Linked DNA regions of Zea mays: region 2 is linked to region 1. A link is a contact called in public Hi-C data. All regions are on one chromosome and are shown on one strand. Each heading gives the region's core, a stretch centred on a gene start, on an enhancer-like site or on the middle of the called end of the contact. The rest is flanking DNA. Distances are from core to core; before and after follow the strand shown. Region 1 holds the start of LOC100216823. Region 2 holds the start of LOC100281849 (ZIP zinc/iron transport family protein).

The links. Hi-C and Micro-C count contacts between places; a contact is called where the count stands out from the background.
Region 2: a Hi-C map of tassel shows a contact between it and region 1, with 2.4 times the contacts expected there. The contact joins the promoter of LOC100281849 here to the promoter of LOC100216823 in region 1. A contact is called at or near these places in 3 of 25 Hi-C or Micro-C datasets (endosperm, leaf and tassel).

The regions. Positions count from the first base shown.
Region 1 is chr7:22,429,695-22,432,394 of Zm-B73-REFERENCE-NAM-5.0, reverse strand. It overlaps LOC100216823, which reads left to right and starts at 1,368. Exons shown (of 3, transcript NM_001143219.2): 1 at 1,368-1,768. The coding sequence starts at 1,520.
Region 2 is chr7:22,664,077-22,666,776 of Zm-B73-REFERENCE-NAM-5.0, reverse strand. It overlaps LOC100281849 (ZIP zinc/iron transport family protein), which reads left to right and starts at 1,283. Exons shown (of 3, transcript NM_001154769.3): 1 at 1,283-2,101; 2 at 2,247-2,396. The coding sequence starts at 1,364.

The DNA.
Region 1 (2,700 bases), core at 119-2,618:
CCGTATACATGGAGTTTAAAATAAAAGTCCAGAACTGCTAGTTGACCAATCCAAAATACATCAATCCAATGTCCACAATGGGGAGGAAAATCCACACATCCAAACTCACCAGATGCCTCAAAAAAATAGCGGTGACTCCCAGGTAAGTAGGAATCTAAGACAAAACTATGGATAATTAAAATCCACAAGATGGTCATGAACAAATCACTCACCAATGGTTCCCGTGAAGGAGATGGGCTTGACGCTTTGACTCGTGCGGATGTCGTTCAAGATTAGGATTAGATCCTGCTGCACCAAACATGGGTAGCGGCACTTAAGAGGTTATTGAACTAAGGTGCGCACACGAAATTCAATAGAGGTGAAGTGAGCCCGTCACCTGTTCCTCAGATGCTATGTCAAGTGTGCGTTGTAGAAACTGAGGAAGAATGTCGGTCGTGGTGAGCGAGGAAAGGGAGAGAAGTACGGCAATAGAACCCCTATCTCTACCAGATGCTTTCGACCGTCAATTTTTTTCTCCAACTGATTCTAGAAACCTCGGGACGTTTTATTATTATTAGGAGCTGATGAGAAAATAAAAAAGCAATAAAAAGGCCGCCCGACCAACAAAATGGGATTTCGAGGATAGGATTGCGCCTACAGCGATGCGGAGCGGAGGGAGATATTGCAGTGGAGGAGGAACGGATCGCGGCGACGCCATGGATAAGGGCGCAGTAGGGGAGGCATGATTTATGGATCTGCCGAGCGGCTCTGGCGTGGTGGCAGCGCATCGGAGGATTGGTTGCGGCGACTGCCATGCATGGAAGGGCACTGTGGGGGAGGAAAGGACCGAACCGTGAGCCATGGATGGAAGGGCGTGGTTGGGGAGGCGCTCCTCATCGCACGGACTTAATAGTGTGCCACAGATGGAAGGGCACAGTGGGGGAGGTGTTCCTCATTGCACGGATTGTGGTGACCGCTATGGATGGAATGGGGCGGTGGGGGAGGCGATTGAGAGCATCGTAGGCTCGTCCGTGCGATGAGGAGCGGAGCGAGAGGATTGCACGGCAGAACCTTAGGCACGGTTGTGGACGCCTACAGTAAAGTCTTAAAGAGTAGTACAGATTATTCTAAATGAGATATTATATGTGGATATAACTAGGATATTTTGACTAAAAATGAGAAAAACGAAAATGGTCGAAAAACATCTATAATGTTTTGTCTATTTTTACATTTGTCAAAAAAGAAAAAAAGAAATATCTATGAATGCAAATTCGAATAATCGAATTGAAACGGGACGATATATATCCGACCGTTTTCACCCTACTTCCACTAACCAGTCTCAAACCTCACCGGCGGCGGTCATTGACCGCAACTGGTTGCCGTGTTTACTTCCCCCACGCGCCACGTTTCCGCGCATCCCGAGACTCCGAGAGAGTGGCTGGCGGAACGGAACACAAATCCAATCTCGCTACGTGAAGTTCGCCTCGCGGCCTCGCCTACCACCACCCGTGCCCGTGTCCCGCCGCCGGCGGCGCTGGGGATGGCGGGGCCCAAGGCGGCTGAGGACGGCTCGGCGGCTCCGCTGCTGCCTGCGCAGGCGGGGGAACGGAGCTCAGGAGGCGTGGGCGGAGGGGCCACGTCCGCGCAGACGCTGGGGAACGTGGTTGTCTCCATCGTGGGCACCGGTGTGCTCGGCCTCCCCTACGCCTTCCGCGCGGCCGGCTGGGTCGCGGGCTCCATCGGCGTCGCCGCCGCCGGCTCCGCCACGCTCTACTGCATGTTGCTACTCGTCAGTACGCTCGCCCGCCCGCCCATCCCTCCTTACTGATCCTCACACTGCCTGCTGCTCCCGAGCAGGAGTAGGCGAGTACAGTAGACGCCGGTCGCGTTCTCTCTCTTCCCCACCATTCGTTCTGCTGTTTGACCGGGCCTGGCGTGCTCTTCGCCAACTTTGTGCTGCAGCCTGCAGTGTTCGCTGTGCTGTTCCCTTCCAGATCCGATCATCCGAATGGCTCATAAAATTAAAAATCTTCTAGATTTGAAGGGCCGAGACAGCAGTACTTGTGGGGATATATCCTGTTGTACGATCGTGCAATCAATCAATGTATATCATTGATTGTAAATCATGTAGTGCTAATGTTTTACATATAACCTCTTGTTTTGTGTCTCAGTGCAAATACCCCCGTTTATATTATTTGAAGACACCATAAGATGGACAATCAAAGGCGGAGATTGCTTGATTGCACGATTGCACCAATACATATAATTGCACAAGATATGTCTTCATACTGGACTACTGGTGTATTCCCTCCGACCCCCCAAAATATCTTTCTAGTTAATCAATCTTAACTTTTGTCAAATATATAAAAAAATGTGTTAATTTATTATGCATAAGGAGCATCATTAGATGAATAATGAAACACATTTCAGTAATAAATTTATTTGGAGCTTACTCCAAACCTAGGATGATACTTTTTCCTTGGTGGAGAGGGAGTAAGAAATTTCCCACCTGTTCTTGTATCGTACAGATTATTGAGTTGTGGTTTCCCATGTCCAAATTTTCAAGAAACGAACTGCAAAGGACAAAGTGTTTCTGCTTGCATTACTCTCTCATTCATCTTCCAATAAAAAAACTGTGAGTCCGTCTTTCTGCCATTTGAAGCACGACTCTCCTAAATGTGCTAAGATTCTGCCAAAAGATTAGTCAATGAATCAAACTTG
Region 2 (2,700 bases), core at 34-2,533, 230 kb before region 1:
GTTAAATGTGTATGATAACCGTGAAACTACTGTTAATAGTAGCCTAAGAGTATGTATAATAGGTGTCTTGAGCTGTGCTTTCGAATGTGTCTATGGGATTACCTGTTTGTTTACCCCCATGGATTATATAATCTGGATTATTTTTGGAGGATTATATAATCTGGATTATATAATCTGGATTATATAATCTGAGTAGTCCTGTTTGTTTACCCAGATTATTTGAGTTGTTAATAGGATTCTTTTGTATGAGGAAGACAAGAATGCCCTCTATATTTGTACTAGGTTGAAACTCATATATATATAAAAAATAATTCAATTGACATTGGCAAATATTGCATTAGCAATATTATCACGGAAGGCATTCATGTCACCTTCTTCATCCCCAAATTGACTAGTACTAGGCGCAAAAACGATTCGGTGGATTATAATGGCAATGGTGGGTAATTTCTAGGAAACTTGAAAGGGTAGTGGGGAAGTGGGAAAAAATAATCTGAAATAAGCACCTCCTCACTTGCTTATGGATTATCATAATCCAAGGGGTTAGATTATATAATCTGGGCAAATAAGCTGGACTGTTTGTTTGCCTCTTAGGATTATTTAATCCAGATTATATAATCTGGGGGTAAACAAACAGACCCTAAATGTAAAAAAACTTAAGACATGTATCTTGACGAAAGCACGTTGTCCTCGTTCTATGCTCGAGAAAGGAGACTAGTTAATTGATCAATTTAATTTATAAAATATGTTGATTGGTGTAATGAATATAGTAAAACACAGATTTTAGACATGTCCATTGTATTATATTTTATTTTAGTCGTGTGTTATATTTGAAATACCGTACAACAGTGCCAAAAAATTGCCAGAAAATATTAGTTATTTCACAGGCTCAACATCACCTGATCTATAAAGACGCCTTACGTGTCAATGCCTCGATGTCACGTGTTCACTTGAGACGGTCTCGGGGCGGTTAGACACAGCGGCATTCACCCATCCGCTCGCGGCGGCAGGGACGCGTCTGTTCCCTTCTGTCTAGCACTAAAAAAAGTGTCGTCATTTGCCAGTAATTCCCCTCCCAACAACCAGAAGATCCCAAGGAAACCTCGTACTTGGCGCTGTGCCCTCTCCTTCCTGTCGTCATCGTGTCACGGTCGGTCGTTTGTTACAAAAATCTCCCCCAATCCAAGTAACGCGATTAAATCCCTAATGAATCTACGAGCTGAAATCACGAGGCCCTGCCGCCTCCGCCGCCTATATGAGACCACCTACGTAGCTGGCTGCGTCTGCGCGCGAGCTCCTCCCCTGTACCCCTACCTCTCCACCCCCTCCTCGTGCCGTCCACGCACCACCGGCGCGCCGCGCTGCCATGGCCATGAGGCCACGCGCCGCGCTCGCCCTCTCCCTGGCAGCCGGCGTCCCGCTGGTCCTCCTCCTCCTCCTCCTCGCGCCCGGCGCGCGCGCCGACGACGGCAGCGGCGGGTGCGGGGCGGCGGGCGGCGGCGAGGCGGCGCCGGGCGACCGCGCGCGGGCCAGGGCGCTGAAGATCGCGGCCTTCTTCTCCATCCTCGTGTGCGGGGCGCTGGGCTGCTGCCTGCCCGTGCTGGGGCGGCGCGTGCCGGCGCTGCGCCCCGACAGGGACGTGTTCTTCCTCATCAAGGCGTTCGCGGCGGGGGTCATCCTGGCCACGGGGTTCATCCACATCCTCCCCGACGCGTTCGAGAAGCTCACGTCCGATTGCCTCTCCGGCGGGCCGTGGCAGGACTTCCCCTTCGCGGGGCTCGGCGCCATGGTCGGCGCCATCGGCACGCTCGTCGTCGACACCGTCGCCACGGGCTACTTCACGCGCGTCCACTTCAAGGACAGCGCCGCCGCCGCCGTGGGCGCCGCCGCCGTCGGCGACGAGGAGAAGCAGCAGCAGCAGGCGGCGTCGGCGCCGCACGTCGACGACGGAGCAGACGGCGACGGCCACGGCCACGGCGGGCACGTGCACATGCACACGCACGCGACGCACGGGCACTCGCACGGCGCCTCGGCGCTCGTGGCCGCCGTCGGCGGCGCCGAGGGCGACAAGGAGCACGCGCTGCGCCACCGTGTCATCGCTCAGGTAACCGACCGACGATCCCTGTTGAGTATTCACAGCTGTTGTTATAACCGTGTGCAGTTATCATTCACCACACCACCGTCGTTATAAATAAAATGGCATGCATTTATCATGCGTTTTTGTTTTCTTTTTTTGGTTTCGTACGTAGGTTCTTGAGCTTGGGATTGTGGTGCACTCGGTGATCATCGGCATCTCCCTCGGCGCGTCTCAAGACCCCAGCACCATCAAGCCTCTTGTGGTCGCCCTCAGCTTCCACCAAATGTTCGAGGGCATGGGTCTAGGCGGCTGCATCGTTCAGGTAATCATCATACAGTCCATTGTCCTAAGATATACAGTCCATTAATCGGTCTGCTCTACTACGTACCTTGATTTGTCTAAGATGACCGCACTAATAAGCTCCTGTTCCAAACAAATTAAATTAGTTAGGAGGTTTAAAAACGAACAGCTAATGAACTAGCTAGTAATAGTAATTGGAGGTCTAAAACTAGCAGTCTAAAGCGAAGTATGATTTGATTTGGTATCCTTAACCTGACGACCGTCAGTCAGGCTGCTTTTGTGCCGCTACTTTTTTTTCTGTTAGATTAGAAGAAAGTACCAAAGCA